Linked DNA regions of Mus musculus: regions 2, 3, 4 and 5 are each linked to region 1. A link is a contact called in public HiChIP or PLAC-seq and promoter capture Hi-C data. All regions are on one chromosome and are shown on one strand. Each heading gives the region's core, a stretch centred on a gene start, on an enhancer-like site or on the middle of the called end of the contact. The rest is flanking DNA. Distances are from core to core; before and after follow the strand shown. Region 1 holds the start of Zfp41 (zinc finger protein 41). Region 2 holds the start of Arc (activity regulated cytoskeletal-associated protein). Region 3 holds the start of Jrk (jerky). Region 4 holds the start of Lynx1 (Ly6/neurotoxin 1). Region 5 holds the start of Ly6a (lymphocyte antigen 6 complex, locus A).

The links. Promoter capture Hi-C pulls out the DNA fragments that hold promoters and counts their contacts. HiChIP or PLAC-seq counts read pairs in DNA pulled down with a chosen protein or histone mark.
Region 2: a contact with region 1 is called in an H3K27ac HiChIP or PLAC-seq map of embryonic stem cells, with 9 times the contacts expected there. The contact joins the promoter of Arc here to the promoter of Zfp41 in region 1. A contact is called at or near these places in 3 of 115 datasets of contacts at active chromatin or transcription factors (astrocytes, embryonic stem cells and large pre-B cells).
Region 3: a contact with region 1 is called in a promoter capture Hi-C map of pre-B cells, with 14 times the contacts expected there. The contact joins the promoter of Jrk here to the promoter of Zfp41 in region 1. A contact is called at or near these places in 5 of 39 promoter capture datasets (the 3T3-L1 cell line, 3T3-L1-derived adipocytes, the C10 cell line and 2 more), 1 of 15 datasets of contacts at CTCF or cohesin (large pre-B cells), 8 of 484 Hi-C or Micro-C datasets (B cells, CD4 T cells, cerebellum and 5 more), 3 of 115 datasets of contacts at active chromatin or transcription factors (astrocytes, embryonic stem cells and large pre-B cells) and 1 of 9 other capture datasets (liver).
Region 4: a contact with region 1 is called in a FOXA1 HiChIP or PLAC-seq map of pancreatic cancer cells. The contact joins the promoter of Lynx1 here to the promoter of Zfp41 in region 1. A contact is called at or near these places in 1 of 484 Hi-C or Micro-C datasets (cerebellum) and 3 of 115 datasets of contacts at active chromatin or transcription factors (large pre-B cells, pancreatic cancer cells and stem cell-derived neural progenitor cells).
Region 5: a FOXA1 HiChIP or PLAC-seq map of pancreatic cancer cells shows a contact between it and region 1. The contact joins the promoter of Ly6a here to the promoter of Zfp41 in region 1. A contact is called at or near these places in 1 of 39 promoter capture datasets (hippocampal neurons) and 2 of 115 datasets of contacts at active chromatin or transcription factors (astrocytes and pancreatic cancer cells).

The regions. Positions count from the first base shown.
Region 1 is chr15:75,614,188-75,619,038 of GRCm38.p6, reverse strand. It overlaps Zfp41 (zinc finger protein 41), which reads right to left and starts at 2,355. Exons shown (of 3, transcript NM_001044718.2): 1 at 2,219-2,355; 2 at 1-995. The coding sequence starts at 838. The coding sequence ends at 242.
Region 2 is chr15:74,670,393-74,675,243 of GRCm38.p6, reverse strand. It overlaps Arc (activity regulated cytoskeletal-associated protein), which reads left to right and starts at 2,674. Exons shown (of 3, transcript NM_018790.3): 1 at 2,674-4,679. The coding sequence starts at 2,872. The coding sequence ends at 4,062. Gm32994 (a long non-coding RNA gene) reads right to left here and starts at 2,231. Exons shown (of 5, transcript XR_003951652.1): 1 at 1,821-2,231.
Region 3 is chr15:74,706,628-74,711,478 of GRCm38.p6, reverse strand. Jrk (jerky) reads left to right here and starts at 2,157. Exons shown (of 2, transcript NM_008415.6): 1 at 2,157-2,232; 2 at 3,615-4,851. The coding sequence starts at 4,045. 4933427E11Rik (RIKEN cDNA 4933427E11 gene) reads right to left here and starts at 2,318. Exons shown (of 1, transcript NR_033197.1): 1 at 1,105-2,318.
Region 4 is chr15:74,750,369-74,755,219 of GRCm38.p6, reverse strand. It overlaps Lynx1 (Ly6/neurotoxin 1), which reads left to right and starts at 2,241. Exons shown (of 4, transcript NM_011838.4): 1 at 2,241-2,335; 2 at 3,183-3,365; 3 at 3,576-3,677; 4 at 3,793-4,851. The coding sequence starts at 3,314. The coding sequence ends at 3,989.
Region 5 is chr15:74,995,590-75,000,440 of GRCm38.p6, reverse strand. Ly6a (lymphocyte antigen 6 complex, locus A) reads left to right here and starts at 2,410. Exons shown (of 4, transcript NM_001271419.1): 1 at 2,410-2,562; 2 at 2,824-2,906; 3 at 3,873-3,989. The coding sequence starts at 2,837. All of the region lies in intron 1 of Gm28068 (a long non-coding RNA gene), which reads right to left.

The DNA.
Region 1 (4,851 bases), core at 1,106-3,605:
AAAGATGGCCCTGAGTAACATAAAGTAGTCTGGAAAATGGCTGGAGCTTCAGGAAGCTCCGGGAAGCACCATGTTACTACTAAGTGAAGACTCGAAGGGCAGAAAGCCTCTGTGGGCTCTCATGTCTGATGGGTAGATTTTCCTCTCAATGACAGATGGGTGGCTGGATGAGCATACTGCGTAAGACCTCTGGACCATCATCAGGTGTTTGACAAGGATCCATAGCTGTAGACCGCCCTGCTCAGTGCTTCTTCCTCGGATGACGCTTCCGATGCCGGATGAGGCAGGAGCTGTAGGCGAAGGATTTTCCACACTCCTCACAGCCATAAGGTTTCTCTCCAGTGTGCGTTTTCTGGTGTTTTAGAAGGTTAGAACCACAGTTGAAGGCTTTTCCACACTCCCCACATTTAAAGGGCTTCTCACCGGTGTGAATTCTTTGATGTTTGGTGACATCTGAGCTGTGCCTGAAGGTCTTCCCACACTGGTCACACTTAAAGGGCTTCTCTCCAGTGTGAACTCTCTGGTGGCGAATGTGATCTGTCTTGTGTTTAAAGATCCGTCCACATTCACCACACTCATAGGGCTTCTTCCTCTGAAAAGGGACAAACACGGGGACACCCTCAAAGTCATCTTTAAACGAGGCATCGAAGGCATCAAAGATATGTGCTTCGTCCTCGGGGCTCAGGACAGGTTCTTTTCGGGGTCTGCGGGGCTTTCTTGGCTTCTTGGTTGCCTTTTTCCCCTTTGATGTTTTCTCTCCCTTGACAGTGGCCTTTTGCGCACCTGCCTCCTCCTTTGGGGCCTGACTCTTCTTTTTCCTAGTTGCAGGCTTTTCCATTGCTGCTCTTAGGAAGCAGGAAACCCCCCTGGAGGCCAGGGAAGGCTGAGGGTTTTCAGACAGTGGCTGCCTGGCTCCTTCTCTGGGACTTCGCTGTCAGGGACAGCTCCTGCGTACGAAGCTGCATCAAGCAGACAGAACCACGGTCGTCTTGCTTCTGGAGGCAAAAGCATGAACAACAGGTCAGAGGCAGCTCTTAGCTCTCTGCAGCTCCACTGTCTTTCCAGCTGCTCACATGATGAGCCCCTCAGACTAAAGTGGACTCCCCAGAGCTCTAGCCCCAGGCCTATAAGCTGAGCTCAGAGCCTCTGGTCCACTGTATGCTCATCTCTTTGAGTGACTCTCTCACTCAGCCACAGACACTCCTGGGCCTGAAGACAAGATTTTCACTCATCCCAGAGAAAGCCATAGCCATCATGGACCGATGGCCATTTTCCACCTCCCCAAACAGAACCTTCCCCGTTCTTCCTTATCCTCTCTACCCGCCCACATTGGGACTGTGCAAACACCCTGGAGTAGGAAGTAACTCTACCATACAACAGCCTGGTTCTGAGCCTGGAAAACTCAGGGCTCTCCTCATAATCCACAGCAAACCCCATCAGACCCCCAAAGGATGCCTCTTGTATTGATGAGGCTCTCTCTATGTGACCCCTCTTTATCTCTAAACCTGCACCATCCCCTTTACTCCCAGAGGCCCAAAGGGGTGGGCTCTGCTGGCAGTTCCATCTAGAGCACCCACACTTTCCCAAAAACACTTTGGGAACACACTGTATTTTGTTCTAAGCATTTGACAAATACCCACATATCTAACCCAGCAGATAAAATTCTTATCCGGATTCAGAGTCCAAGATCCAGGCGGCTAGGTGACTGTTTGCTCTATGTCAGCATCTGAAAGTGTTTGTCTTTTGTGGGACAGCTCAGGAGACACCTGAGAGTCCCTGTCTGCAGCATCACTCAGTACCAATTCAAACACCATCACTCTGGTGAGAGGAATGACAAGCGGGACCCAGGTGTCTGTGTCTGCTCACCAAGGACCATCCTCACTGAAAACTTAAATAGTCATTAAAACCAGAGAAGACCCCAGCGACTTAGCTTATTGCCCCCTCTCTTCACAGGCCTGTGCACAGGAGTAGGTGCGAGTGATTCAGGCAACTTAGTTGAATTCCGCTGACCTAGGGACTCAGGTCCATCAAGGAGCTGCTGGAGCCGGCAGGATAAGGCGCTCAATGCATCCAGCAACAAGGGGCTTCGCTAGGTAGCCCGGCCCACCTTCCCCGCCTCCAAGGACCTCTGCAACACCGCCGAGGTGGTCCACAGAGAAACGACTCAGAAGCCGGCCTTCGCCCGGTCGGGGCTACCGTGCACACACGCAGAGAGTACCTGATGGGTGCCGAGCACAGACGCCGGCGGAACGTGGCCGTAAGCAGGCTGACCGGCGGGCGGGCGACCGTTAACAATGCCCACTTGAGCCCGCCACTCCCGCGCCTAAAGGCGCCCGCCCCTCTGGTGCCGCTCTACCTTCCCCGGCCTCTCGGTGGTGCTGCCGCGCACCCTAAGCCCCGCCCACCGCTCGAAACCCACTCCAGTGCCGCTCTAGGACCCTTGCCGGGTTCTCGGTGGTACCGCCGCAAGCTCCGGAGCCCCGCCTGCTCGTTCACGCCCTTCTGGTGTCGCTCTAGGAGCAGCCGCCCGGCCTCTCTGTGATCCCGTGCTGCGGCCGTAGGCCCGCCTACCTCTCCCCGCCCCTTCGGGTCGGCTCTAGGAGACACTGCCCTCGCTCCTTGTGATGCTGTGGCTGCGGGCTCGAGCTTCGCTTGAGAGGATGCTAAGCAGGCGTCTGTGCCTGTGCAAGCTTCTGGGCTGCGGGCGGCGCCTTTCTCCCGGCGTGCGCCTCTTCTCAGGACTCCAAGCCTTCTTCTGCAGGCTTCGTGTTATTTCTCAGTCATCGGGTTTGCCATCTGTGGCACGCCGGGATGGCGGACCCAGTAGTGCACGGCCTGTAGCCCCCTGGAATCATCCGACCCCGCCCCTCCTTTCCGGCAAAGCCAGGGTCCCCTGCTCTGTCCTTAACGCGGGCCTTTACAGATATTTAAATCTAGTCACTTCTTGTGCTCTTTCGACTTTCTGGGTATATTCTCCACTATTATATTTGGTTAGGCTGGCTTAGAACTAGCAATCTCTTGCCTCGGTCGAGTCCTGGGACGATAGGTGTGGCCCACGGCGCTTGGAGAATGAAGTTATGAGAAACGAATCGAGAGCTGTTGTGTGCTTGGTGAAGTCTCCCTGGGGGCGCCATTTTACATGACTAGTACACAGTGTTAGTGCCTCCTGTGCTGCAGAAGCCTGTATCAAACCTCTAACAGACCCTTTCTTTAAGTGTCGTCTCCACCTCATCCGTTTAGATTCAACGCCAACATGCTAGATAAATGTAATTGTCCAGCGTGCAACTTGGCGGAGCTTGCCGATTATCATTCAGGCATCGCTGTCTAGATTCACAAGAGTGGCTGTGTATTGAATGGTGGTTCATTCAGCCTCCTGAACAGCTGCCTCTGCGCTGTGTGCATCACAGCTTTGGGATCCTTTGTCCACTGAAGGACGTGTTTACAAGGTTGTTGGGAAGCAGCGCCCCCCCCCCCGCCCTCCCCCCGTGCTGTTTCATTTCCCTGGGACCGTGCCCAGGAAGGCAGTTGCTAGGTCCCAAACTGCATGTTGCCTTTTGCAAGAAACAGACAAGCTGCTTTCCAGAGAGCCTGTGCCATTTCTCATTCATTCCTACCAGTGGCATGGGGCTTTCTGGCTTACCAGCATTTGGTACAGGGAGGTAGGGCATCTCCTTGCTTGCTTTCCCCAGAAGGTTAGTGGCCTGTGTGCTTCCTGCCATCTTTCATGTAGTCCCCAGTCTCTTACCTATCCTCTAATGAGGTGGGCTGAGCTGGATGCGCATAGACTGTTGGTATCATTCTTGTTCTTTTCAGCTCTCAGGCATGCTCCAGCTTGTCCCTACCCCCACGCCCCTTCATTTGTGGAAGAGATTCTGTTTTGGAGTGGCTCCTCTCTGGAGAATTATACCCTTCTCTTGTCAGTGAGACTCAACTGCTAAGCCTGTGGCTTGGGCTTGCTCACGTGGTCCAAGTTTTTCTCTAAGAAGACAATGAAGTGTCTTCTGCTAAGAAGCTCCAGTGTCTGGACACAAGCTCTGAGCCATCTGGACACATGGCCCCTTTGTCTGGTGGCCAGGATTATTTGCTGTGTACAGCTTAGGGTCGGCCTGAGGAGATGCTGTCTTCAGTGATATACAACTGAGACATGTCTGTTCCTGACAGTGGCCGTTCACATGGGAACCTGGGTAGTGTAGGGCCTCCCTAGTTGCAATGGATTGTCTTTGTGTTAATGTCACTGCCTTGTTCCTGCGTCACTGGCTTCTACAAACCACAAGGTCCTTGGAAGGGCAATGGTAATGAGTCTCCTTCCTCAGGATTTCCTGCCTTGGGGAAAGCACCTGCTCCCCTCCCTCCCCACCCCCCCATCCACCACCACCACCAGGATTTTTACAACTCAACAAGGAACAGTAAGACCACTATAAATGGTTGCTTTCTGTCCTGGGAGGCAGGAAGATTCCAGAGAGCCCCTGGACTCTGTCAGTGAAACTGAAACTCTTGTCCAGCACCAGCCAAGAACAAGAGCTAGTGACCCTACAAGTGAGTATTCGTTGTGAATACAAAATGTCAGAAACAGATAAACACATTTGTGTCTTTTTACAATATCAGAATTTATTGAATAACAAATAACAAATTCACAAGCTACATTGGCTTCTTTGACTGGTATTTGTCAAGTGGTTCAGATTGGCTCTTGCTAGTGACCGAGGCAAGCACAGCTTCTTTTATTCCTGTGAAGACTACTAATGTTAACACTCTAATTAGACCTCAACTGGCACACGGCAAGTATTTCTGGCCATAGGTAGGTTACAGAATGTCTGCAACAGGGTTAAGAAGATTGCTGTGGAATTCAGGGAG
Region 2 (4,851 bases), core at 1,425-3,924, 940 kb after region 1:
CCAAGGTCACCTGGATCTTAGCGCTCTAAAGATTCACCCAGACCTGCCCCATTGCTGAGGACTTGCGCTTTTCCTCAGAATTCATCTAGAATCTCTCAGGTAATTTTGCCATGGTTCCTCCCCATGTTCTTTCCCTGAACAGGCCCAGCCTCCCCACCCCACCACACTGCCCCCATCCTACCCCACCCCCGCCCTGATCCTTCCCCAGCCTTCCAGGGGGCTGAAGGTGGCACTATCTACCCCTCGCATGGGCAGGATTAGTGGGGCGGGTACTGGAAGAGTGTGGGTTAGAAATCCCCCTCTCTGAAGGCAGGGAGCCAGCCAGCCTGGCCTCTTTTCCAGCAGCAGAATGTAGCCCCAGGCTGCAGTGTGGGGGCGAGAAGGGAGTTGCTGAGGGCTTCTGGGGCGATAATTGGGCAGCGATTAAATGTTCCCAGAGGAGCTATGGCTGTTGCCTGTGCCTGTCACCTGTCACTGGGCTCCTGTGTTCGTGGCTTCTGAAGACCCCGGAGGAGGAAGCAGGGCTTCCTGTGACTTTTCACCCCAGTGGGGCTCAGAGTAGTGTCTCGGGGTCAGTGGCCTGGATGGACTGCCCTCCATGGAGATAGGAAATGCAGTGGTCAGAGGGTCAGAGCACTTCAGCCTCGGAAACTTCTCCATTTGTGCCCAATCCCCCCTACGGACAGGGGGTGGGGGATCCTGGTCACTGGCCACAGTGCAGCTGGTTGACACCCTTGCACTCTCCAGCCTGCTCATCCTCAGCTTCCCCACTCTAGGGGGCTGTCCACCAGCTTCCGTGTGGGTACAGAGAGACTGACTCTGGCCACTGAAGGGCTACTGCTGGCATGTGTGCAGACAGACCAGGGTCCAGTTGCCCCGTCAACCCTACCCCATGGCGTAGGACCTTGGTTAACCTTCAGCTCCCTCCAGACTCAGGCCTGCAGCTCCCGGCTCCCAGGATTCCCCCATAGGAAAACTCTAGTTAGTCCCTATTCTAGCAATTTCTCTGCTTGTTTCCCCTCCCTGCAGTGATGCCCCTCTGCCTGCCTTCTGTGTCCGCCTACTCACCTCTAATTAGAAATGCCAGGAGAGCCATTTTAGGGGAGTTTTTTTTCCCCCAGAAAGACATTCCTCTCAGGGATGGAAGCCCTGGGTGTGTGTGTGGAGGGGGGGGGGAGGGGGGACAGGTTGGCTCTAAGAGAGGCAGGGCTCCCCAAAGCTTCTTGAAAACAGAGGAGGGGGCTCTGAGGGATATGAGGTTAGGAGAGTTCTGTAGGTGTGTGAGCAAAAGTGGGGTGGGAGAAGCTGAGATGTGAGTACACGTGGATTACAAGTGGGGGCCACTGGTGTGTGTGTGGAAGGCCATGAGTGGGGGGCATGAGTCCACAGAGAGGGCCGTGAGTGGGGGGCATGAGTCTACATGGAAGGGTGTGAGTGGGCTAAGTGCTGGTTGGTATGAGTGTTCAGTGTGTATGTATGAGTGTGAGAGAGGGGGAGCTGGCAGAGAGGAAAGGGGGTTCTTGCAGGCACCATGTGTCTGTGGGCCCCTGTAGGCTTCTGCTGTGGGCAGTGATATGTCCCCAAGTAACATCAGGAAATGGGAGACCTAGACCTGTGTTTCTGGCTTGGTGTAAGTCAAGAAGGATGCCCTCCCCCACTGCACCACAGCGCTGTTGGCTGTTGCCAGGGAATCGGAAGGGGCCTCCCTCTAGAGGGAATCTCAGCTTCCGGAGCCCCATTCCTTATATGGCATCTTGCTTTCCTCTGCAGGCTCCTTCCCCTCCTTCCTCCTTCTCCCTCCCTCCTTCCTCCGGACTAACCTCTTGGAAGGCTTGAGAAGCTTCTGGTCCAGTTGTGGCTGGGTCCTAGGGACTTCAGGGTTCAGCAATGTTGCCTACACATCTTGATATCCCTATGCCCTACCCCAGTGTCTGTACAGGTTCAAGTGATACATCTGTTTCAGGGCACTGCGGCCCTGTTCAGCCACTGACACACAGACAGGGCCACTCAGTGTCCACAAACCTATGAAGGGGTCCAGAAAAAGCCTTGCCTGAGTGGAGTTCCCGAACAATATTGGACCAGGCTAGGATTTGGACTTATGACTCTTGGGGCAAGGTTGGGCAGGAAGTAGGTGTGTGTGTGTGTGTGTGTGTGTGTGTGTGTGTGTGTGTGTGTCCCGCTAACCAAAGGCAGCTGAGGATAGAAGGGTTTGGAGTGAGAGATTCCTACCAGGCACTTCTGAAGTTGCATACTGTGTGGTCAGGATGGGCAAGAGTCAGGATGGGCGCATCAAAGATTCAGAGGGGTAACGTCCAGCTGCTCCCTAAGAAAAGAGATCATGAGGCCCCAGGGCAAACAGTAGGTAATAACCTGCCTTAGCCTCATCCTCGCTGCCCAGGACTAGGTAGAGGAGAGTGTCTCCGGTCCCCAAAATCCCTCCCGGTGGGAGGCGCGCAGCAGAGCACATTAGTCACTCGGGGCTGTGAAGGGGCGGGTCCTTGAGGGCACCCACGGGAGGGGAGCGAGTAGGCGCGGAAGGCGGGGCCTGCGGCAGGAGAGGGCGCGGGCGGGCTCTGGCGCGGAGCCTGGGCGCCGCCAATGGGAGCCAGGGCTCCACGAGCTGCCGCCCACGGGCCCCGCGCAGCATAAATAGCCGCTGGTGGCGGTTTCGGTGCAGAGCTCAAGCGAGTTCTCCCGCAGCCGCAGTCTCTGGGCCTCTCTAGCTTCAGCGGCGACGAGCCTGCCACACTCGCTAAGCTCCTCCGGCACCGCACACCTGCCACTGCCGCTGCAGCCGCCGGCTCTGCTCCCTTCCGGCTTCTGCCTCAGAGGAGTTCTTAGCCTGTTCGGAGCCGCAGCACCGACGACCAGATGGAGCTGGACCATATGACCACCGGCGGCCTCCACGCCTACCCTGCCCCGCGGGGTGGGCCGGCCGCCAAACCCAATGTGATCCTGCAGATTGGTAAGTGCCGAGCTGAGATGCTGGAACACGTACGGAGGACCCACCGGCATCTGTTGACCGAAGTGTCCAAGCAGGTGGAGCGAGAGCTGAAAGGGTTGCACAGGTCGGTGGGCAAGCTGGAGAACAACTTGGACGGCTACGTGCCCACCGGCGACTCACAGCGCTGGAAGAAGTCCATCAAGGCCTGTCTTTGCCGCTGCCAGGAGACCATCGCCAACCTGGAGCGCTGGGTCAAGCGTGAGATGCACGTGTGGAGGGAGGTCTTCTACCGTCTGGAGAGGTGGGCTGACCGCCTGGAGTCCATGGGCGGCAAATACCCAGTGGGCAGCGAGCCGGCCCGCCACACTGTCTCTGTAGGTGTGGGGGGTCCAGAGCCCTACTGCCAGGAAGCTGATGGCTATGACTATACCGTTAGCCCCTATGCCATCACCCCGCCACCTGCCGCAGGAGAACTGCCTGAACAGGAGTCAGTTGAGGCTCAGCAATATCAGTCTTGGGGGCCAGGTGAGGATGGGCAACCGAGCCCTGGTGTGGATACACAGATCTTCGAGGACCCACGGGAGTTCCTGAGCCACCTGGAAGAGTACCTGCGGCAGGTGGGTGGCTCTGAAGAATATTGGCTGTCCCAGATCCAGAACCACATGAATGGGCCAGCCAAGAAGTGGTGGGAGTTCAAGCAGGGCTCGGTGAAGAACTGGGTGGAGTTCAAGAAGGAGTTTCTGCAATACAGTGAGGGTACACTCTCCCGTGAAGCCATTCAGCGGGAGCTGGAGCTGCCGCAGAAGCAGGGTGAACCACTCGACCAGTTCCTCTGGCGCAAGCGGGACCTGTACCAGACACTGTATGTGGACGCTGAGGAGGAGGAGATCATTCAGTATGTGGTGGGCACCCTGCAGCCCAAACTCAAGCGCTTTCTGCGCCACCCACTCCCCAAGACCCTGGAGCAGCTTATCCAGAGGGGTATGGAAGTGCAGGACGGCCTGGAGCAGGCAGCTGAGCCTTCTGGCACCCCACTGCCCACAGAGGATGAGACGGAGGCACTCACACCTGCTCTTACCAGCGAGTCAGTAGCCAGTGACAGGACCCAGCCTGAATAGAGGGGCCAGCCCAGGGTCCCCAGCCCGCCTGCCACACCCAGCCTGTGGCTTTTGCCAACTAGGACTTGAGCTGGGGCTGACTCCCAAAGGGATGCCCTGTCCAGCCAGACATCTACTCACCCACTGACCTGGCCTGACTCACAACTGCCACACAACCATGCTACATGGACTGAACATCAAGAAGCCCCTTTCCCATAGGGCTCCCACCTGCCGCCTACCCCTCATCTGTCTGCCCTGGTCCTGGCCCCCAGCCCCATTGGCCTCACCCTCTACACTCTCAGACCATCACAGAACACGATCTGGCTTCCTCATTCTGCTCCAGTGTCCAGGGCTCTTTGGGTAATCAAGAAACCAAGTGTCTGAAAGGCAACAAAAAGTAGGCACCAAAACCCAGGGGACATCCTAGGGCAGATGCTAAAGCAGAGATGCTGAGGGAACCTCAACTTCCGGGGATGCAGCCCACTCCTGCAGACACAGCAGATCCAGCTGGTACCCTAGCTGCCGCCCAGGGCAACCGGCCAGTCTTGGGCAGCATAGCTCCCCTCCCAGGGGTGAGCTGAAGCCACAAATGCAGCTGAAGCAGCAGACCTGACATCCTGGCACCTCCTGGCCCCCAGGTGAGCCCTGCACCGTGTATCTTAGAGTGGGGGGGGGGGGCGTGCAGAACCAAGTCCACTTTCCAGGAGCCCTTCAAGGCTTCCCTAGCAAATTAGTTGCAAGGGTGGAGTGAAGTGGCATCAGAGTGGGTGTCATTGTAGTGGGCACTGGCACTTCACGGTCCAAGGACGG
Region 3 (4,851 bases), core at 908-3,407, 910 kb after region 1:
CCTTTCCCTGGGTTTCTTCACATGCCTACTCCTCCATGGAGACAGGCAGGCGAGATAGGGAGGCATGAGAAATCTTGTAAGGAGGAAAGGGAGGTTGGCGATTACTCCATCTAAGCAATGGGCACCTCTGTAGTCCAGGCCTCCTGCAGCCAAGGGCTTACAGACAGAGGGAACACCCATGCAGAGATGGCTTATGGGTTTGGAAGATGGCTAGGTAAGCCAGACCATGGGTAGATAAGTGATCTGTCCAGACTGACCCCCTCCAAGGCCACTGTAGGTAAGTTGGGAGGGCAAGTCTGGCTGGTGAGGCTGCGCTGGAATGTGTGATCTCAAAGGCTTAACCCCATGGAGTAATGGGAGGCAGTAGAGGGTAACTCTTAGTGCCAGGTCCAAGGGGACCCCAGTCTTTCTCCCTTTCTGACCAGTTACCCACTGCTAGAGTGCACTCAGTCCTTGAGATAAGTCTGGAGTCATGTGCCAAGCCCCAGGTCCTTGCCAAGCCCTTCCCCTAGAGAAATGTATGATCCCATGTTCACAAGGTGGCAGGAGAGAACCACCGGCAGAGATGGAGCCAGCTGTCCCAGGGGAGTCCAGAAAACTTGACGGAAATACTTCTAAGGGTCCTGGATTTCAGTCACATCATGTGCCTAGTATCCTCTGTGACTCAGTTTCCTCCCATGTCCCATACATTTTAGCACTGGCCTGCACTTAAGTCACTACCCACAGTCATGTGCTACAAGACAGTGGCTGTCCCAGGGCAGGGTTTTGGCTCACAGTGCAGCAGCAGTAGCTGACAATAATGTATGGTCAGAACAATAGGAACAAGGAACAGGCAACAGATAGCCTGTCCAGAGTTCAGGGGGGTGGAGGGAAGGAGGGAATCCAAAAAAATAGATTCTGGGGGCAAGGCCAATCAGATGTGGTGGAATGGGTGTGGGGCATGAGGAAGAGTTCAGGGTGAGTGGGATGGTGGAACTGCCAGGAAAAACCATGGGTAGCACCAGGCCAATCACAAGGCTCCCATCTTCATTTCAGAAACACTGTGTTCAAGGTGCATGTTATGTCCAGGTCCTGGGAAGAGACAGAAGTTTCGACATCAGAGAGGAGATTCTGGAAGGAGACATGGATTTGGGAGCCACCCAGCCTTCCTTGGTATTATTAAAAATCTTGTACTGGAGATCCCTGGGGAATTTGAATGGAGAGAGCAAGAGATTTAACAAGAGAGGGTGGGGAAGAACAGGCAGACGGGTCCTGGGTACTCAGGCAAGGGTGTGAATTAAGGAGGAACAAGTTTCCACAATCTGTGTTTCTATGGAGCTGTGACTAATCACCCCCGTGTGGAGGTCCCAAAACAACACAATTATGTTTTCTCCCACTTCTGAGGACCCAGGGTACTGAGATCAGGGTGCCAACAGGTCTGTAGTCCGAAGTTTCCCCGCCTTTTGGAGCTCCTGTAAACCACTTGCACTTCTTGAATGGTAGTCTTCCTCCATCTTCAAAGCACAAGGCTCAGGCTCTGTTGTCAGTTCATAGCCTTCCTTTGGAGTGTCTTCTCTCACTCGATCCTTTAACAACGAACCGTTGTGCTTACAGACAATCAGAATAAACTTTATACTTCGACGACTTTCTTTTGGTTATGCCTGCCAAGTTCCTTTCAGCTCTTGAACTCGCAGGTTCAGGGATCTAGAGACTGGGCACCCACACAACTGATCGAATTCAGGTATGTTCAACATACAAAATGGTTCATTTCATCTCAATGCCTCTCAAAGCCTCTACGCTATATACTACGATTCAAATCTCATCATCAGCATCGTCTAAATTGGACACGTTTTGAATCCTAGCTAAAAGAAGGGTCCACAAGGATGGAAAGGGGGTCCTGGCAACCGGCGGGCCTTGGGTACCTCCCACCGCAAGGTGGCGTTGGACCCAGCCTTCCGTCCGTGCTCTCCGGGCCATGGCTCCCAGGATCGGACGCTCCGCTCGAAGATTCCGTTCCTCAGGAAACGCGAAGCGCCCTGTGGCTTTTGTTGTTCTACCGGAGGCTGAGCCGCTGGGCCCGGACCGCTTCCTTGCTTGGTCGCCCCTTAGCGACCTAGACACCACCGAGACAGAAGTCTCCCGGTGGTCTAGAGCGTCCCCCGGAAGTGGGTCGGGGAAGGCCGAGAAGAGCGGGCCGGTGGAGAGCTGCGTGGCTGGCGTTTCCGGCCGGTAGCGGCGGCACGGGGTCCGCAGGTGAGTGGGGCTGGGCCGTGCGGGGCTGGGCCGCCGCCTCCGCCGACTGACTTGGAGGCTCATCCCAGAGCCGGACGATCATCGTTGTTTCTGCGCTCGGGAATCGAGTCGCATTCGGGACTCGAGCATCCCTTCTCAGGTCCCCTCGGCTCCCAGGCGCTTCACCAGTCCGCAGACCGGGCAAGCTCGGTTATTCCTGGCTCTCCCCGGACCCCTTCATTCGTTTCTTGCCTGTGTTTTGAGTTTTTTGTTTTTTGTTTTTTTTCCCCCGTGTGTCGTCTGGGCTGCAGCTAGGTTGCAGGCTGTTTCTTCCATCCATTCCCCAGACGTCTCAGGACCTGCGGGAAGAAATTTGCCTCTCCTCTTAGGAGCTTCTCCCACTTTATACTCCCGCTCCAGAAAAGGTCCTTTAAGCTTCTGTTCAAGTGGTCCTTGGTTATCAGTGTTCCCTTGGAACAGTTCTTCCCAAGGTAGAAGCCTCCTGGATCTCTGCAGTCACGTTTAAGAGGTTCTAAGAGTGGTACCAAATTCAAATTTCCTCTTTCCCCTTTCCCCCTACATTAGCACTTACTGGGTAGCCCAGGCTGGCACTGTACTCAAAGCCATTCTGCCTCAGTCTCTCAAGTGCTGAGATGGTAGGCTTGGACCACTACATGGAGCTTGGCAAAAATTTCATTTCTGAAGTGGGTGTCTTCAGTCACTAAACCACTCTCAACACATCTGCAGGGCAGGCACTAAGCCATCATAAGTTGAGCCTCCCGGTAGCCTAAGTTGCTGAGGAATTCCTCGGCTGCCTGGGTTAAACATTACCCCTGAGAGTAGACTCTGGCCTTGATTTCCCTCTGCTCCACAGTGAAGTGCCCACAACAAATACTGTGTGCCAGTGGTATGCACACTATCCTCGATCTAACTAGCAGAGGAGAGCCTTGGGGACCAGCACTGAGTTCTGCAGACCAGGAGACTGACTTAAGGGAATAGAGTTACACAGCTGGCCGGTGGCAAGCTGTATTCCCTGCCTATCTTTGGAACTTCATTTGAATAAATGACTCGTGTGTCTTATGTTGTGGTCTGGGGTGCACTTTTATACTGCTTGTGGAAGTAACTCTGTGGCCTTCTGACTTATCGAATGCTCGATTGGGAGGAGCATTCCAGATAAGATTTACAGGGAGAGAGAAGGCGTTAGTTATGCATTGTGACTCTTAGCCTTTTCTGAACATTTCTAAAGGTTGCTGGTGCTGCTTACTGTGTCGTCTGAAAGGAAGGGCTGGTTAACACACACACACATACACACACACAGGCCAAATGGCACTGATGTTTAAAATCTAAGCATATCTTGAGTGCTTGCTCTTAGTAACATTTTTCTTTCTCCTCTGCTTTTCTAGTTCCTGGAGTGTATGGGTTAAGCAACGTTGTGAATCCTCACAAGGAGTATCTCCAGCTTAGGGCCATCAAATCTTCATTAGCCTGAAACCTGGACACAGTTGAAGGGGAAAGCTGCCACATTGTGACATCTGTGTGGAGGCCGTAGGCTCCAGGTGCACCCCAGCAGTCCAGGGTAGCTCTCCTGTCTCCTCCCCTGAAGAGAACAGCACTACCAGGATCTGAGGCCTAAGTATGCTAGAGTCCTGATACTGAAGGCAAACTAAGGCAAGAGACTGCTGTAGACAGGGTAGAGTCAAGAATGAACTTGACTTAAGCCTGGGATCAGTTCCTGGGGCAGGTAGAGAAGAGAGGGAGAAACCGTGGCCCCAAGAGCCAGAGAGAAACATAACCAAGTAAGGACAGGGGCAGCCTGGCTCCGGCTGCTTCCTCATGGCCTCCAAGCAGGCTGCAGCCAAGGGCAAGGGGGAGAAGCGGAAGCGAGTGGTGCTAACCCTGAAGGAAAAGATTGACATCTGCACCCGGCTGGAGCGTGGGGAGAGTAGGAAGGCTCTGATGCAGGAGTATAATGTGGGCATGTCTACTCTGTATGACATCAAAGCCCACAAGGCCCAGCTCCTCAGGTTCTTCGCCAGCTCAGACTCTCGGCAGGCGCTGGAACAGCGACGTACCCTGCACACCCCAAAGCTGGAGCACCTGGACCGGGTGCTCTATGAGTGGTTCCTGGTAAAGCGCGCTGAGGGCATCCCTGTGTCGGGCCCTATGCTCATCGAAAAGGCCAAGGACTTCTACAAGCAGATGCGGCTGACAGAGCCCTGTGTGTTCTCTGGAGGGTGGCTTTGGCGCTTCAAGGCCAGGCATGGCATTAAAAAGCTGGATGCCTCCAGCGAGAAGCAGGCGGCTGACCACCAAGCTGCTGAGCAGTTCTGTGGCTTTTTCAGGAGCCTTGCAGCGGAGCACGGGCTGTCTCCAGAGCAGGTGTACAGCGCTGATGAGACTGGTCTTGTCTGGCGGTGCTTGCCAAATTCTGCCCCAGATGATGGGACTGTGCCCCACTTCAAACAGGGCAAGGACAGGCTGACTGTCTTGATGTGCGCTAATGCCACAGGCTCCCACAGAATCAAGCCTTTGGCCATTGGGAAGGGTGGCGGCCCCAGAGCCTTCAGAGGCATCCAGCACCTGCCTATTGCTTACAAGGCCCAGGGTAATGCCTGGGTAGACAAGGAGATTTTCTCAGAC
Region 4 (4,851 bases), core at 992-3,491, 860 kb after region 1:
AAGAAGATCTAATTCCAGTTCTACACAAACTATTCCACAAAAAAGAAGTAGAAGGTACTCTACCCAACTCATTCTATGAAGCCACAATTACTCTGATACCTAAACCACAGAAAGATCCAACAAAGATAGAGAACTTCAAACCAATTTCCCTTATGAATATCGATGCAAAAATACTCAATAAAATTCTAGCTAACCGAATCCGAGAACACATTAAAACAATCATCCATCCTGACCAAGTAGGTTTTATTCCAGGGATGCAAGGATGGTTTAATATATGGAAATCCATCAACGTAATCCATAATATAAACAAACTCAAAGACAAAAACCACATGATCTCCTTAGACGCGGATAAAGCATTCGACACGATCCAACACCCATTCATGATAAAAGTCTTGGAAAGATCAGGAATTCAAGGCCCATACCTAAACATGATAAAAGCAATCTACAGCAAACCAGTAGCCAACATCAAAGTAAATGGAGAGAAGCTGGAAGCAATCCCACTAAAATCAGGGACTAGACAAGGCTGCCCACTTTCTCCCTACCTATTCAAAATTGTACTTGAAGTCCTAGCCAGAGCAATTCGACAACAAAAGGAGATCAAGGGGATACAAATTGGAAAAGATGAAGTCAAAATATCACTTTTTGCAGATGATATGATAGTATATATAAGTGACCCTAAAAATTCCACCAGAGAACACCTAAACCTGATAAACAGCTTCGGTGAAGTAGCTGGATATAAAATTAACTCAAACAAGTCAATGGCCTTTCTCTACACAAAGAATAAACAGGCTGAGAAAGAAATTAGGGAAACAACACCCTTCTCAATAGTCACAAATAATATAAAATATCTTGGAGTGACTCTAACTAAGGAAGTGAAAGATCTGTATGATAAGAACTTCAAGTCTCTGAAGAAAGAAATTAAAGAAGATCTCAGAAGATGGAAAGATCTCCCATGCTCATGGATTGGCAGGATCAACATTGTAAAAATGGCTATCTTGCCAAAAGAAATCTACAGATTCTGAATTACTTTTCTATTGGTGGGACAAAACACCACGATTAAGGCAACTTATAAAAGACAGCATTTAATTTTGGCTTACCATTTCAGAAAGGTGGAGCCCAGGAGTGGAGGAGCAAAGGCACGGAGGCAGGAAGAGCTGAGAGCTCAGCCTCAATTCTCTCCCCCACCCCCATGCAGGATTGATGCTTCATCCACCTGCACACCTCCTCCAAAAAGAGCACACCTTTTAGTCCCCACCCCCTGCCCACATCGGGGACCAAATATTTAAGCATATGACTCTATGGGAGCCGATCTTATTTCTGCGCACTGCCACACGGTCTTTGTGGATGGTTTGGAGGAACGGGTATGTTTTCTCAAGGACTAGAGTTTATTGGTTGTTTGTCTCCGTTGTTTTTATTTTTATTTGTTTTTTTTTTCAAGACAGGGTTCCTCCGTGTAACGAGCCCTGGCTGCCCTGGAACTTCCTTTGTAAACCAGGCTGGCCTTGAACTCACAGAAATCCACCTGCCTCTACCTCCCAGCTCCTACTCCTCTGGTGTGTTTGTCTTAGTTCTAAGGCCCCTTGTATGTATGTGCGCATGCACCTGCTGGAAGAATGCCCTATGCACTCTTCGCTATTACTACAGACTTTATTTTCTTCCTCCCACAACAGGAAAAAAAGTAGGATTCGTGAAGAACTATTAAAATTTGGCTGCTTTTGAAACACAATAAAAATAAAATGAATTTTAGCTACATAGAGCAATTATTTAGTGGCACACTTTTGATGGTAAGAACTGCTTGTCAGCCATTGGATTCCTCTAAGGCTTGCTCGAAAGCGTTGCTATGGATCCCAAGTAAGGGCAGAGGTGCGGTGAGGTCCTTCTCCAGGTAGTGCCTCTTCCCAGAGTCAGCATGCCCACACAGTGCAGCTTGGTCTGTGGGGGCAGGGCAGCAGGGATGAGGAGAGCTACGGCAAAACCTGAGGAGAATTTTCAGGAGGTGTATACTCTCCTCTGGGTCGCTACTGGGAATCTTCACATGAGTAGGTGCATTCTGATGCCCAGCGATGCCCAGGCTTTGCTCACTAGGTCCATTACCAGAAAGAGTTTATCCCGGAGACTGAGCCTACAGAAGGCAGGCTGGGGCGGGGTTTGAGCGGTCTCCGGGGCGGAGCGTGTGTCCTGGGGGCGGGGTGGGCGGGGCCAGTCGTGAGCAGGCACTGCGGATCTGTTGCCCCGGCGGAGCCTACTTGGCCTGCCTGCGATGCGGTACCAACACCGCACGAAGTGTGTACAGATTCCCAGTTAGACAGCAGGAGGGACCTGGGAGCGGCCAGGGGTGAGTTTCCATGACGATAGGGATCGTGGTGGTGAAGGGCAAGGGCGAGGTCACTCCACACCCAGCCCGCCCTGGGAGTCCTTCCAAGCAAGACTGCAGTCTTTCGGGCGGAGCTCCCCGAGATGGGGCAGGCTCAGTCGAGCCTCAGGCCAGGCCTGAGGCAGGACTTCAGCATCCCGGGCTGGCACCTAGAAAATGGGTCATAAAGGGTGGGTTGTCTTCCGGGAGGGTATTTTGGTACCCCTACAGCAAGGGCCGGCCCGAGTCTATAGGCAGGGAGGAGAGTATTAGTTCACATCCCCCTCCAACAGTCCCAAACACCAGACCCAGCCTACGGAGCTCTGTCTCGGGCAAGCATCGTCCGGCCCCTTCCCCTGTGGTGAAGGAGTCACACAGCCCTGCACTTCTCTGCGCACGGGGGTTGGGGAGACTTCACGCAGTGAGAGCAAACGCGAGAAGGACCCCTGCCCCACGAAGAGTCCAAACCTGGCTTCCAGTCTTATTTTGGCAAGCCTCTTGCACTCTGGGCTTTGCCAGGAAGAGACTGCATGCCAAGTATCCCCTGCAAAAAAAAAAAAAAAAAAAGACCCCCTGGGTGAAGTTCTCTTTGTGTTTGGCATTCAAGGACTCTGGGACTTCCTGGTTTTCATTGATGTTGCCCATTTTTCCCCGTCTTTAGCTCCCTCCGCCCTCCCTTTTTGCTTGCTTTTGGTCGGAATGCTCCATATCCCACTCCCTCCTCCCATCTCCAGGTAACTGGAAATCAGTGACACCCACTGAGCTGGGAGGGCTCTTGTGCCCGCCCCAGCCCAGCTGTCATTACAAATCTCTGTCATCGTCTATGCAGGGATGTTTTATCTCTAAGAGACCAAGAGCTCAGGCAGGGCTTCTGTGCCCTGCTTCCTCCCTGGCTTGAGCTGGATCCTGGACCAGCTGCTGACCTCCTGTTCACTCTGGCACTGCCCTCACGTCTCCGTCATGACCCATCTGCTCACAGTGTTCCTGGTGGCCCTGATGGGCCTGCCTGTGGGTAAGGTGGACAGAGGCTAGAGGGACCCGGTTGAAGCCTGACCCTGGGAAAAGGTGGGTGGAGAAAGGGCAGGCTGGCCAGAATTCTCTCCCCTTCTGGATGTCCTGATCTGGCCGCCAGTGGAAGTGGGAGGTTGCCTGGAGACAGCTGGGGTCTGACTGACAGGAAAAGGATTTCTTCCTGCTCTCTGATCCCCATCCTCATCCACAGCCCAGGCTCTGGAGTGCCACGTGTGTGCCTACAATGGAGACAACTGCTTCAAACCCATGCGCTGCCCAGCCATGGCCACCTACTGTATGACCACACGAACTTGTGAGTCTGGCATCCTGGAGGGAGGCTTCTACCTGCACTGGTGGACAAGCTAAGACTGGGCTATCCAAGGTTCTGATCCTCTCTTCTGTAACCTTCTTGTGTCTGTCCCCTGCAGACTTCACCCCATACCGGATGAAGGTGAGGAAGTCCTGTGTCCCCAGCTGCTTTGAAACCGTGTACGATGGCTATTCCAAGCATGCATCTGCCACCTCCTGTTGCCAGTACTACCTCTGCAACGGTGCTGGCTTTGCTACCCCGGTGACCTTGGCCCTGGTCCCAGCACTCCTAGCTACCTTCTGGAGCTTGCTGTAAAGCTCGGTTCCCCAAGCCAGATCCACTCAAACGCAACACTCTCAAAAAACACAGTTTCCCTCTCTCTCCCAATTCACTCCACCCAACGCTCTTCCTTCTGACACTCCTCAACTACCACGAGGTCCCATGGCTACCTACGAAAGAACTGATGGCATCCAGATACCTCACTCCAAGGTCATTTTCAGAAGGCTGACATGTGGACCTGTAATGTGCCCACCCATGGGTGGGGCAGGCTGGGCTTCTCCTCTACCCAAGATCAGGGGCATCTGGGAGAATGTTTATGGAGGAGGGGTCATCACTCAAGTCAAGGAGCACTGATTTGATAGAATTAGTAGCCAAACTCCACCTTCAGAACCCTGCCTCAGTCTACCCAGTAGAGGATGGGTCTGCTAGAGGTGAGGGGAGGAGAGCGGCGGAGAATAACGAGCTGGCTAGAAGCAGAGAAAGACTCAGCAGGGCTGTCTCCGAAGATCAGCGCGGCTTGCCAGAGCAAATGTGATGTGGAAGCCATGTGAGGAAGCCCTTTGTCATTTCCACTTATCTGAGGAACTCTGCCAGACCTGATGTTGGGATAGCCATTGGCCAAGGGTTCCTAGCAACGGCGTCATTTCCATAGGCCACTGAAATCCCTCCAGCCCCAGCTCAGCAGGCCCCTTGACCTCCACTACAGTCCTTCATTCACACACCAGCTGCTGGGCCTTGAAGTTGGCAGGGACTTGGGAGCAGGTGACCCATGCTATTTTTTGTCTGGCCTGTTATTCTGGGCATGGCAAGAAGGGATCAGACGCAGGTCAGAGCAGGGCAGTAGGGCGACTGAGACAGGGAAACAGACTTCAGCCAGTGGCTTCCCAGGTCCCGTAGG
Region 5 (4,851 bases), core at 1,161-3,660, 620 kb after region 1:
GAGGAGGGCCCAAGCAGCCCATTTTACAGTGAGTCAGGCATCCCGGGATGTTGCTAGATAACTACAGGGCAGAGCCTAGAAGAAATGCTAATACTGCCTATACCCCTGGACAGCTCTCCTAGAGCACTGCAGGAGTGGGGATGTTCAGGACCCAAATCAGGCTTGGGCCTACTCAACTCCACAGAGACAAAAGCCAAGTCACGATAAAGCCAGTTAGGTTTCTGTTTCCCCACCAGAGAACTCTCTGCTTAAAAATCATGTGACTGGCAGTCTGATAACCTACCTGATACACTTGGAAGACCCCTGACCCAATGTGGCCCTTTCTAAATTACCCTTTTCCTCCCTGCCCCTGATTCAAGCTATATAATCTAGCCCCTTTATTTCAATAAAGGAGGTAACCTCCAACACAGTCTTTTGAATCATTTATGCCTACCATCCCTGCAACACCCTGCTCCCAGCTGCTCTGCATCCCAAGACCACAGCGCATGGGGGAGGGGCAAGTGGCATTGGGAGGAAGTACACTTAGTTAAAATGAAACCTGTGCTTTATGACTCTTGGTAGTGAGGAAAAAATATGTGACCCTGGCTAGTTAACACAGGTCATTCATTCTCTGAATAGGGGCATGGGCTTGGCTAAGGTTTGACCTATTGAGTGTGAGAATAGTCAGGCTTCAAGGTGAACTGGAAGGCAGGAGAGAGGGCTGGGTGTGTTTTTGTCTTGCATGAAGACTTCTCTGCAGAGGGCCTGGCTTCTCTAGCACAAGCCTGGCAACATCTGGTACCTCTAACTCTAAGATTACTCAAGTACACTGTAGCCCTCTCCCAGAAGAGTTAATGTGAGTGGTCTGTCAGTAGAATGGGCAGGAGTCCACCACTAAGGGAAGCTAGCTCCCCAACAATGGGGCTGGGTGGAAACTGGAGGACTCATGAGAATTCCTAGTTTAAGACTTTTAGAGAAACAGTGCACGGCACTGTGGTTATATGGCCTTTCCCTCCAAAGAGAAGGTGATGGCCCCGTTGTCATCCTGGAGTAGGGATAATGTTGGCCCAGGAGCCCTGGCAATAAATAGAGTCAGAAGAGCAAAACAGCAATAGGTCTGTGATAATGGGCAGAACTCTCTATACTCAGAAGGGAGGACTGTCACCTGGGGTTCCAGCCATGACTCCCTCCTGTTCTCCGCCAAGCACAAGTGGTCTCAGAAGATACTAGAATATAGAGGATACAGAGGATTTACTGAAAGAGGGACTCCGTGTACTGCTTTTATGATGGGGTGAGATTTGGTGGTGACTAAGCTGCTCAGAATTTATGCATATTCCTGTAAGTGACCTCACCCATCCTCTGGGGGAAAAAAAGCCTCATAACCTCATTGGGTGGTGACATTGGCAGGGTTTATCACTTGGATCTTTCCTTGCCGCTTTTTCTTTGTTTGCAGAGGCTTGCTGTCTCCTGCTCTTTCTTTCACATACACTTCTTCATGCATGAGCCAATACCGAGCACAGCATGTGACAGAATTAGAGAGACAACATTTCTTGCTTGCTCTCTTCCTCTTACCACTGTGCTGGGTTATGCGGTGTTGGAGGCAAACTGTTTGCTTATATGATATATTATAGGGTAAGAAGGAAGGGGTTTTTAGTGGTGCTCGGGCAGAGGCCATGGAGTGTAAGCAGCCTTCCCTGCTTAAGTGGGGTGCGCTCAGCTTCACTGATGCTGTGGTCCATTTTGGGACTCAGTTGTCCTGTGAGCACAGCTGTTCATTTGCTGTGGTATCATCTCAGGATGATTTCCAGCTCAGGTCTCTACCTCTGTCCAGCACACACAGCCCCATACATCCCCAAACACATCAGACACTGCTTGGTAACTTCCATCCCAGTTGCCAGTTAGTTCTTGCCTCAGGACTCTCACTTTGTGGATGCAAGAGCCTACTGGGGGCTTGCTCACCAGAGCCAGTCTTTAAGTATTTGTAAATTGTTTTCCTGCTTATAGGAAGGAGGGCCATTGGCTCTGAGCCACTGCAAACCATACCTTCTATTTAGACACAGAAAAAAGCCAGGTAGTGGAGGCAGAAGTATCAGCGGCTGTTGTGCACCCCTTTGATAGCTGTGTGTTGGAGCCAGCCTGTTCTACTGAGCAAGTCCTAGGACAGCCAAAGCTACACAGAGAAACTTTGTCTCAAAAAAAAAAAAAAAAGTCAAAAAAAAACCCAAAATAAACAAACAAAAAACACGAAGCTAAACAAAACAAAAACTAGTAAAGGGCTGAGCAACTTGACTTCTTCCCTTGCTTTCTAATTGGCAAGCACAAGTCAACTGTGGCCTCTGGCCCTCGGCCCTCTCAGTTCTCCTGCACCATGGTTCCTCCCCAACTGCTATAAATCTGGCTTGATCAGGTCACAAACAAATCTTGCTACCTCTTAACCAATAAACATGATGGCCTGGAAAAGGTTAAGTACTGAAACCCCTCCCTCTTCAGGATGCCAGCTGGGAGGAGCTGAAGGAAATTAAAGTACTTCAGTCCACATCTGACAGAACTTGCCACTGTGCCTGCAACCTTGTCTGAGAGGAAGTAAGGACTGGTGTGAGGAGGGAGCTGCTAGGTGACAAAGGGAAGAGCCCTCAGGATAGGGCTGGGGTTGGGAGTGTGGGATTAGGAAGGAAGAGCTGGGTGGGTGGTGGGTGAGAGAAGTAGGCAGACATGTATTCCTCAGGGAAAGCTGTGTGGAGGGTTGGAGGGAGGGAAGATCGGATGCCTGAGCTCTGTGAGAGCCCAGGGATGTGATTGGGGGTCTATTAATTGGCTCCAACTTCCAAGGTTTTATCTGTGCAGCCCTTCTCTGAGGATGGACACTTCTCACACTACAAAGTCCTGTTTGCTGATTCTTCTTGTGGCCCTACTGTGTGCAGAAAGAGGTGAGGTAGAAAATGAGAGAGGGGCAGAAGGATACAATGGAGATGGAAAAGGGCCTCAGGGTTGTGGGTACACCTACACTTCCATTGTGTGCCCAGTACCCGAGATGTGCTGGGGTCATGGGATTGGGAATGGGCTTGTGGTGGGTGAAGCCTTCTGTGGTGGGGTGCTTTACTGGGTCTGTAAACCTGTCAGAACCTGCCTTGCAACCATCACCACATACCAAAAGGACACGTGGAGCTCAGTATCTCTGCCACAGAACCTGGCCACCAGAGCAGCCTGTCCTTAGACTCTACCCTTCTGCACTGGCCTCCCAATCAGGACACTGGCCTGTGTGCACACAAACTGGAAGAGCCTTCTTTTTCTCCCCAGATGCCAAGTCAATGGATTTGGAATCCTTATTGCCTGGACTTTGACTTTTCCTTATGTCCCAGCCCATGCCACATGAGACCCAAATGCTATGCCTTCTGTACTCTAAGAAATTCTGAGCTCTAAGATACGCCTATACTTGTAGTTACATGTGTATTGCAGGAAGCCTCATGGTGAGCCTCAGCTTTAAGCTGACTCTGGGAAGTTCTGTGCTTTGTCATGCTCCAATACCCAGGGGCCAGCTCTGCAGGTGTAGGGTAGGACAGGTCAGAAGAGCCCTCTCTATTTGGTGGCCCCAGCATCTACTTACACACCCACTCACTGCTTCAGCGGACATTTGGTATCTATATCTTCCCAATATGGTGGCTGTCTCTTTAATATCTCTTGGGGTGCACATGTCTCCTGTGGGGCTGTGTAGCTGAGACAGCAGTACCAGGCATCTTTAAACAACAGTGGTTCTTGGTTCACTCTTGACTGAACAGTAATGTCCTTGCTCTGACCTAGCAGCCAGCAGCTGTGTGCAAGTAAAGACATTGGAGAGGAGGGGTCTGGGCTAGGAATTGCATGTACTAGCCCTCATGTATTGGCTTGTCTCTCAGCTCAGGGACTGGAGTGTTACCAGTGCTATGGAGTCCCATTTGAGACTTCTTGCCCATCAATTACCTGCCCCTACCCTGATGGAGTCTGTGTTACTCAGGAGGCAGCAGTTATTGTGGGTAAGTTCTTTGTGGCCTATATAAAGATGGCTGAGGGTGGCTTTGGAGAAAATGTCGAGTCTGGGCACTTGTTGTGGACCATGGTTCCCCTCCCCCCAAGTAGAGCTTTCCTTGTGTTGGAGGAGAACTCTTGCAAAGTGGGGGCTGTTGGGGTCCAGGGATGTGCTGGGATGTGATCATCAAGCAGGGCTGCCCATTGGCATTCACAGTGTTTATCATCCCATTTTGTTGCCAGTGTAGTCACGTGATGATCCTGCCTATACTTTAGGTCTATGGTCTCACTGGCTCACTGACAGACTAGGAGAGCTGGAAGCATCTAGTGAGTCTTTGCATATAATGAAGGAATCTGGAATGACTTAGGAATGTTGATAAAAAGAGATATTAGTACATATCAGATCCTCCAAAGTTTCTTTGGTTTCTAGGCATATCCTCAGATATACAAGGCAGGAGCAGCCCCACCCTGCTATCCAGTTTCCCTTCCCTGAGCATATCCTGCCTGTGTCCTGTCTCCTAGGAAATAATTGCCTGGAGAACTGAAAGAGTCTGAGATGCTGGTTGCCCTTTCTGCTGTGCCACTGGGCGATCTTACACTGGGCTGTGTCTTTGTGGTGTGTGCATGTGTGTGTGTCCATAAATGTGGGTACACATGTATGAACATATGTGATGTAATGTATACAAAGGTCAGAGGACATCCTTAACTACTGATCCTCAGGCATTGCTTGCTGTTTTATGCAAATGAGCCTTGGATCTCCAGAAACTGGAATTAGGAATGGTTGTGTGTCTCAGAACCAAACCCTGGGCTTCTGTAAGAGCAACAAGTACTGTTAACTGCTGAGTCATGTCTCCAACTCGTTTACTGAGA